Regions from separate parts of the Mus musculus genome. Here region 1 is linked to region 2. A link is a contact called in public Hi-C data. All regions are on one chromosome and are shown on one strand. The core of a region is the stretch at or near the end of the contact, and the rest is flanking DNA. Distances in the headings are between cores, read along the strand shown.

Region 1 (4,454 bases), core at 267-2,766, 190 kb before region 2:
CTAGTTTCTTTGGAAAGTTAGTTCTGTCAAATGATGTTTTGCTGGGGTGCACAGGTGAAAGGATGTCTTGCTAAACTAAACATGTGAGAAAATGTTTTCCTGAAGCAGACGACGGTGAAAGGAAGTTTTGATATAGCAGACACGTGAAAGGACACTTGAGGAAAGAATGTAAATATGACTCCACAGACAGTGGGGCATGAGCACTGAGCCTTGGTTTGGTTTGCTCTGTCTCCCCATTCTTCATTCACCTTATATAGCGTGGTTGAGCTCAACTCGTGGTAATGCAGCCATTGAGAGAAACTCACCCAAGGACTTCGGTTCCTGCAGCTGCTTGCCACTTTAGCAGCCTTGCCTCAGACCAGTTGGCATTCATGCCCGGTGTCTGCTGGTGGAGAGGACTGGATTGAAGCTGCTAGCTCATGTGTGGCATCTGCCTGCCTATAGGACTGGTCTACAACTGCTGAGTTGTATTTGGTGTTTGCTATGGGACTGAACTGCTGAGAAAGAAGACGGGGATTGCGCCCACCCCCCCCCAAAGAACTATTGCTGAACAGGCCCACTTCCACCATATTCTAATAACTTTTCTTCCACTCTCTCTGCTGGGTGGTAGGTTAGAGAAGAGAATGAACCTTATAATTAAAAGTAGGTTGCAAAAAATTTATGCTACACCTCCCAACTCAGCCATCTTTTTGTTGTTGTTCTTAAATGTGTTATTTGTTCTTTAACAAGTACATATGCATTCAACCTAACTTGATCATAGCCATCTCCCGTCGTCACACACACACACACACAGTTTTTTCCTGACCTGGGGATTAACCACAAGACCTAGGACATAGCAGACAAGTGCTCACCCACAATCTATATCCCTAGATCTTTTATTACTTTTTTGTCTTGAGATAAGGTCTTGCTAACTTTCTCAAGTTGGTCTTAAAATCACTCTGTAGAGGCTGGAAAAATGGCTTAATAGTTGAGTTCCCAGCACCAAATGAGTGACTGGCAAATCTATAACTTCAATTCCAGGGACCCCCCCCCCCATGCCCTTTTCTGGCCTCCATAGGTAGCAGGCACAAATATATGTACACACAAATGGGGGGGGGGGGAAGAACTCCTACACATAAAAGAAAATCAATAGATCTTTTAAATACCCCATTCTATGGGACTGGAGAGATGGCTCGGAGGTTAAAAACAGATCCCAGCACCCACATTAGGTTCCAGTTCCAAGAAATCTAGCATCCTTTCTTGGCCTCTGTGAGCAACCATATATGGCACACACATACTGATATAAAGATAAAATAAAGCAAATTTAAAGGGAAAAAAATAAAACCTCACTCTGTAGCACAGACAAGCCTCAAATTTCTGCCTGCCTGCATCTCAGCATCTCGTAGCTAAGGTGACAGGTTCCTGCAGGAAATATCTGTGTCCTGATCGGCCTCCTCCACCCGCCCTCCTCTGTCCTTCTGCTTTTCTTATCTACGCCGGCTAAGTTTAAGAGGTGACTCATGGAAAGGCCCTTCCTGTGCAGTCAGATAGCAGTCATGATCCTGAGTTCCCTTTACCCAGGGAAAAGTCAGTGCTCAGCAACTCGTCCAATGCACTTCACTACTTCATTTTGGCTGGACCAGACAGGATTTGTTGGTGGCTCGCAGATCATCAGTCCTGGAGCCTTTGGATTCCATCTCAGTGTGCTTGGTAAGAAAACATAGATGAGCCTTATAGTTCATGCTTGGTTTAGCCTGCTGATTATGTACAATGGCTTCAAGTTCCTTATCTTCTGTTTCCTTCTATTCTTTTCCCTAAAACTTTTTTTTTTTTTTTTTGAGAGTCTTACATAGAGCCTTGGATGGTTGGGAACTCACTACATAGACTGGGCTAGCCTTAAACTCACAGAGCTATATCTCCTTCTCCTGCGATTAAAGTTGTACACAATCATATCTGGTTCTTTCCCTAACTTTTGTTTTGTTTTGTTTTGTTTTGTTTTGTTTTGTTTTGTTTTGTTTTGTTTTGTTTTTGTTTTTCGAGACAGGGTTTCTCTGTGTAGCCCTGACTATCCTGGAACTCACTTTGTAGACCAGGCTGGCCTTGAACTCAGAAATCCGCCTGTCTCTGCCTCCCAACTTTCCCAAATTTTTATTTCTCCTGTCTTATCTCCATGTCTACTTTTATTTTTATGTAAATACTATACATTCTATTTATCTTGGCTTTTAATATTTTCATTCTGAAAATAATAATGAATTTATGTTATTTATTCCCCTAGATTATAGATCATGTTTTCTTCCCTTAGTTTTGCTTCTGTAATCATTGATCACATGTACACACATTTATTTTTATGTATATATACACACACACACACACACACACACACACATATATATATGCCCATATGTGGATTCTTCTTCTGTTGCTCTCTGTAACTCTCCCGTTCTTTGAGCTATTCCTTATCAAAATAGCTGGTTCTATCATTCCATAATTATTATTTGATATTTAAATCTAATTTTTACTCATCATAAATACATTTTAGTTTCAGGTTTTTTTTTAATTACTCTGGCCAACTCAATCCTGAAATCTTTATAAAAAACTTAAACATAGAGGGTTTTTGTTTGGTTTGGTTTTGGGGGGGGGTTGCTCAGAACTTGGGGAAATGTAATGTGGTCTTGTCCTGGATGACTTTTAGGGTGTGAGCTTTCAAGGAAGATCATTTGTGATATTTAAACTATTCCTCACAGCACGGAACTCAGTTGCTCTTACATTGGAATGTTTTCCTTTCAACTTCTGTTATTTTAAATCGCTATGTCCACTTTATTATCGAGACCACAGTTTCTCAGTCATGTGATCCCTGCAGTAAAAAAGAACAGTAACCTAGGCGTTATTAGGTGAGTAGCTGGGGCTCTCCCCGGCTGCGGTCACGTGAAAGCCACGTCATCTCCAGAATCTCAGCATCAAAAGCTGCACAGCGAGGGATGTCTGTGGGTTGCTCTGTTCCTAGCAGTCTCTGGGTGGGCTTTGCTCTCAGCATCTTAGGATGGTACGCATTGAGGTTGGAATGGGACACTAGATCCGAGTTCTTGCCGTTCACATAAGGGAATGGTAGGACTTGAAAAAGACAGAGACCAGAGTGGGTATCGTTTCTCCTTTTCTTCTTATTCTGTTGTTATCCTAACTTCTGCTTACCGCATAAGACTTGTCACAAACTTTTGTCAAGTTCAGCAGAATCGCTTCCAAATGTCCCAGCTTCCATTTAAAAACAAGCAAACCAAAAAATCAAATCAAATCAAATAAATAAAAATGGAGGAGGCTGAAGAGATGATCGGTGGTTGGGAGCAGTGGCTGCGCTTCCAGAACCCTGCTCTACCAGGGTTCAAGTCCCAGCACCTACATGGCAGCTCACAACTGTCTGTAACTCCAGTTCCAGGAAATCTGACACCATCCCACAGACACGCATGCAAGCAAAACAGCAACACACATAAAATGAAAATTAATCATTTTTAAAGATATAAACTGTTACTACATCCAGTAATGTTTGGGAATTTAAAATCAAGAGAGAAATTTAGAAGAGACAGCATAGGAATTAAGAAGCCATATGGGAAAAAAATAAAATGGCTAAAGACTAATATTTTTAATGTAATTGAAAATGAAAAAATTAAACCCGAAAGGTAAGCATCCCCCTGGCCGTGGGGGTACATGCGTTGTAATCCCAACATTTGGTAGACTGAGGCAGAAGATCTCCAGTTTGAGGCCAGCCTGGTCTATATAATCTAACTTCATCTCAGAAAAAAACAAAAGAAAAAAAAAGTGACCCTTGATCCATATGCTAAATGATATGGAAGAGGCATTTGTAAACAGGTCTTGTCTTTACCATCACACAGTTTAGGGCCACTATAAAAATTACAACCTAAGATTACATGTGCCTCCTCATAGGACATGTCAGAAAAAAATCAACCACACACTTCTACATTCATGTACATGAGTCAGCACACACATGTACAAGTGAGAGACCAAAGAATCAGTTTCTTCGAGGATTATAAGAGACTGTTTTAGATATAGTGCATTGAGGTTAACCTTGAGGAGTAAGTATTTTAATGGGTAGAATTTTAGTGTAGGGCATGGAAGAAGCCATTCTAGGGGCGTATTTCTAAGTGGAAACCATTAGCCCTGCTTAGGAATATAAAGCAGCATTGATCTGAAGGGATGAGACGTGGGCAGAAAGGATGCATTTGTCCGAGTGCTCAGAACTAGGGAAGGATCTCACCGACCAGGAGGGCAGACTGCAGAGAACTTCACTGTAGAAGATAGAGAAGTCCGTCTGGCTTTGGGTTCTAGATGCAATTTTAGCAGAATAATAAGAGCAGAAGACGAAATAACCCCAAACCATGAAGGAGAGAATTAAGAATGATTGTTCAAGATGGGCTTGGTGACACACACCTTTAAGCCCCTCTCTCAGGCGGCAGAGGCAAGAG
Region 2 (4,941 bases), core at 1,594-4,093:
TTGCTTTTCTTTCCATGGTTCCAATTATCTTCCCAGAAAGCCTCCTGACCAGCGTACTTCCCATCAGAAGCATTAAGACATTATTAATTAATCCTTGCTAGGCCTGAGATGATAATCATTGCTGTCACATGTCCCTGTGAAACTAATGTTGCCTTACTTATAAAGTCCCAGTGTTATTAAAATGACCTATAAAGCTTTGTCCACGGGCATATTTTGGGAGCTGCAGAGTTCTGTATGCCCTAGTTTTTGTTTGTTTATTTATAACACACAAACTATTTAGTATAACCACATAAATGAAAAAGCTTACTCATTGAAAAATCTTGCTATAATATGACCCACCTTACAAGTATATGGGATTTTTTTTTTTTTTTTTTTTTTTTTACTACGGGAGGGGTTGTTGTTGTTGTTGTTATTCTCTGTTTGTTTGGGTTTTATTATTATTTTGTTTTGTTTTGTTTTGTTTTGTTTTTTTGAGACAGGGTTTCTCTTGTACAGCCCTGGCTGTTCTGGAACTTACTTTGTAGACCAGGCTGGCCTCAAACTCAGAAATCTGCCTGCCGCTGCCTCCCGAGTGCTGAGATTAAAGGTGTGCGCCATCACGCCCAGCTATTCTTTGTTTTTTTAGACAGAATCTCACTATATAACCCTGAACTCGGGCTGGAGAGATGGCTTAGCAGTTAAGAGCACTGACTGCTCTTCCGAAGGTCCAGAGTTCAAATCCAACCACATGGTGGCTCACAACCATCCATAATGAGATCTGATGCCCTCTTCTGGGGTGTCTGAAATAGCTACAGTGTACTTACATATAATAAATAAATCTTTTAAAAAAAAACAAAACCTGAACTCTCTATGTAGTTCAAGCTGGTCTTGAACTCACAGAGAAACACTTGCCTCTGCCTCCTAAGTGCTGGGGTTAAATGGTACACCAGCACTCCCCACCTCTTTGCTTTTTTTTTTTTTTAAACAGGCTTTCAACTAAGTTGCCTAGGCTAGATTTGAACTTGGGTTCATCCTGCTTCATCCTCACAAATACTAAGATTTCAGGTTTTCTTGTTCAGCCTCCATGACACTTGTCATGGTTGGAATATCTGATCGTTCTCAAAACTCATCTGATGAAACCCTCCCCCTTGGAGGCGACGGTGTCGCGAGTGTCCTTAGGAGGGGTTGAAGTCATGTGGGCTCCATTCTCACAACTGGGGTTAATGCCCCAATTAGAAAGGCCCGAGCCTGTGTAGTCATACACCCCTGGTACCTCAGGCGTTACAGGCAAAGGCAGATCAAAGCAAGTTCTGCTCCAGCCTTACAAACAGACAGTGTCAACATGGGACTACATGGACATGTACGTTTCTGTATAGCAAAGGAAGCCATCAGCAGAATTAACAGGCAGCCCACAGAATGGGACGAAATCTACCAGCGGCACTTCAGACAAGGGGCTGATAGCCAAAATGTATGAAGGATTGCAGAAATTAAATACCAAGGGAATGAAACTATTTAAAAAAAAAAAGTCTTCAATATCGATAGTCAGATTAAAAGTATTTTAAGATACCTCCTCACCCCCCCTCAGAATGGCTCTCATCAACAAATCTGACAAAAAAAAAAAAAACAACAAAAAACAAAAACCCATTGGAGACATGCAAAAAGAAAGAGCTAAGCGGGGGTGGTGGTACATGCCTTTAATCTCAGCATTTGGGAGGCAAAGGCAGGTGGATATCTGTGAGATCAGCCTGGTCTACAGTCAGAACTGTAGAGAGACTGTGTCTCAAATAAATAAATAAATAAATAGATAAATAAATATGAATACAGATATTGGGAAATTGATTTGGAGACTTCTCAAAAAAATAAAAATAGAACTACACATGATCCAATTATTTCCTTCCCGGGCATATATCCAGAGAACTCGGTGCCCTGCCATAGAGATATTTGTACGCCTGTTTATTGAACTTTATTCACTATAGCAAAGAACTAAGATCAACCTAGTCCATCAAAAGATAGAAAAATATTAAACTCTCGGAACACTTAAGTCATGCAGTTTCAATATTTATTGTAGACTCTCAAAAAATTGTGTCTTAGGGAATAGAGACAGACAGAGGGGCTATCCTGGGTTACATTTGGAGTTCAAGGCAGTTCAGTTTGGGCTATAAAGTGAGTGAGGCCTTGCGTCAAAACAAAAACAAACAAACAAACACCTTTAAAACGGTTTCTTTAAAATGACTTTCTAAGTATGTTTTGTTATTTTATGTGTAATGGTGCTTTGTCAGCATGTTATGTGTGAGCACCCTGTGCATGCCTAGTGATGGCTGAGGCTGGAAGAGGACGCTGGATCCTCTGGGACTGAGTTACAGAGGTTGTGAGCTGCCGTGTCCCCTGCAGGAGCAACTTTGAGTGCCCCGAACCACGCTCCAGCCCACCGTGCTTAGCTCAGGTTGTAGTGCTTAGCTCAGGTTGTAGGAGGTTTCCGGTGCTCCCTCCGTCAGCTTTACCCTCACAGGCCACACAGAAGCCCCTCGCCTCTATCAACAAAGGCAGAATGTGCCCAGGGAAACTGGCCTGGCTGCCAGCCACTGATCCTAGGGTTGAATGGTACTTTCTCAGCTAGGCCTGTTTGTCACTCTGATTCCCACAATGTTCCTTTATCCTGATTGACCACCGAAACGGCTTCTCTGGTACTAGGGTTAGAAGAGATAAATAAATGTGAGGTTGCGCGTGGCAAAAAACCGGAAAGCTGTTTTTTGTTTGTTTGTATGTTTGTTTTTAAATTGCATATGTATGCCCCACCCCCACCCCCCTGTGGCAGGGTTTCACACTAGCTCGGGCTTGCGGGCGGGGAGGGGGGTTAGCGGGAGTCATTCTGTAGCTCAGGTTGGTAGAGAGATTCTCTTACGTAATGGAATTATGGGATTATGAGAGTGAACCATCATGCCTGGCTTTTTTCTTTATTTCTTTACTATTTTTTTAATTTCTGAGAGAGAAAATTCTTGGCAGTCTAGTAAATGTAGCAACAGATGAGATGGGAGCTGGGGGTGGGGGGTGGGGGGGGGAACATGGCGCCTTCCCCAGCCCCCATCTTCTTCCAAAATCGGGTCTTGATTTGTAACACTGGCTGTCCTGGAACTTGCTACGTAGTTCAGAATAGTCTCAAATTCACAGTGTCCTTTAATCATCTTTTTCATCAATAAGAAAAATTTGACCGACCAAGATGCACTTCAGCTTCTTCCGCTTCGTCTCCCCCCACTCCTTCCTTCACCTAGGAACTTGTTCTCGTCCCTATGGCTCCATCTGCTGCTGAGACAAGGAACTGCACATCACCCTTCTCACCAGGACAGTTCAACGCTTCACGAGGGCTGGGAAATAACGCCCCCTGTTGGTGGACTGTCGGACCAGACTCCTCCAGGCTTGAGGAGAAAGTAGCTTTTGCTGCTCGCTGCTGTGTTAAGGACACTCCCAGCTTTCCTTCATCTTATGATGTGTTTAACTAACAACACACACACAGCGTTACAGACACCTTCCTCAATGGCATTGAAGTGTGACGTTCTGGGAAAGGTTTTGATGTTTAAGTGCTAAACCATAGAATTCAAATGCGAAACTTGAATTCTATCCCTACAACCCATACAGAGCAGAAAAAGGAAGCAGACTCTCACCCAAGTTGTTCTGACCTGCACATGTGCACCAAGGCACACATGGCCTACCCCACACACAACTGAAAAGATTTCAACAATGTAAAATCCGAGTCAATGAGCCAGCTTGTCCCGGTGACAAGTGCTCAAGAAAAATGATTGGAAAGAGGAGTTACTTGGCTTATGGTTTCAGATGCAGGGCTGGCTGAACCATTACACTGGACCTGAGCTGAGGCAGAGTATCATGGCAATGGGAGTATGCGAGTGGCACCCATTCTCCAGACTGGGGTCCCACTCACCTGAACCCCTGGGCCAGAGCAAACCCTGTTTCCCCAGTTCTTACACATCTACCCTGATCCATTCCTACTTTGACCCAGACCCCCCCCGCCCCCGCCCCCCCCCCATCAGCTCTCACCTCCTGCCTTAAACCTACTCTATTTGCTGCTTTCTTGTTGTCCTGATAAAATACCACGACCAAAAGCTACCTATGAACAGAATGGTAGAACCAGAGGCACAGAACCCATTGTGTCAAGGGAGCACGGCAGCAAGCTGCAGGTATGGCGGCCTGGGCAGGAAGCTGAGAGCTCACATCTTCAACTGCAAGCACAAAGCAGAGACGGTGAACTGGTAACGCAGTGAGGCTATGTGTAACAGGCCTCCAGACCTTAGCACAACTGACGCCATGAAGGAAGTGCCATTCAGGCCATAAGACTCAGCATGTTGACAGTACCACCCACCAAAACTAAAACAAAGACCTCACCATCAAAGTCTATAGTTCTGGGAATGTCTCTAAATTTATTAACTCTGTTTCTTTTGGCTTCTGTAGTTCTGCTTTTGGCTAACTGAAGTATGTCAACCCAGAACATGGTTTAGAGCTTAAAAGCGCATCCTGAGAGAGACTTGGGGATACAGTGGGGTCTTGGACACCCAGTGTAGTAGCCTGAGGTTAATAAAGACCTTCTATTGGTTTAAACCTTTGACCTAATAGTCTTGTATGAGCTCCCAAAGTTCACCAGAGTCCTGTTTCCAGGGTAGAAACCAAAGCAGTGGATGTAGCTGATGGTTGGAGACTGAGTATGGAGTGGCCCACAGCATAAAGTTGTGTTTTCTTCAGCTATGTCAGCCTCCTTGAATGATCCTAAGCAGAGAAAGCAGTTTAGCCTCTGCTGCTCATCTTGGTAGCAGACTGAGGTTGAGGCCTCACCTTAATACTGACAGGCACTAGGGACTTGGAATGTGTTCTGCTGCAGTGGAAGGCCACAGATATCTCTTCTTGTCCTGGCTTTTGTTTGGGTAGTGTGGTGAAGGAAAGAGGCAGGAGGCTAGC

What was found. A called contact is a pair of places that touch in the nucleus more often than the background predicts.
Region 1: a Hi-C map of embryonic stem cells shows a contact between it and region 2, with 2.7 times the contacts expected there. The contact joins the promoter of C3ar1 here to the enhancer-like site in region 2. A contact is called at or near these places in 1 of 15 datasets of contacts at CTCF or cohesin (embryonic stem cells), 12 of 484 Hi-C or Micro-C datasets (Sertoli cells, cerebral cortex, cortical neurons and 6 more), 4 of 115 datasets of contacts at active chromatin or transcription factors (embryonic stem cells and pancreatic cancer cells) and 4 of 9 other capture datasets (adipose tissue, embryonic stem cells, liver and 1 more).

What each region holds. Positions count from the first base shown.
Region 1 is chr6:122,853,219-122,857,672 of GRCm38.p6, reverse strand. C3ar1 (complement component 3a receptor 1) reads left to right here and starts at 1,516. Exons shown (of 2, transcript NM_009779.2): 1 at 1,516-1,689.
Region 2 is chr6:122,667,968-122,672,908 of GRCm38.p6, reverse strand. No RefSeq gene overlaps it. Among named protein-coding and RNA genes, the nearest start is that of Nanog, 37 kb to the left of the region's middle. Within about 2 kb of position 2,843, at least 65 of the 459 cell types and tissues checked have an H3K27ac peak or open chromatin away from gene starts, as enhancers often do. A contact at or near this core is called in adipose tissue, cerebral cortex, cortical neurons and 1 more, where this site is marked.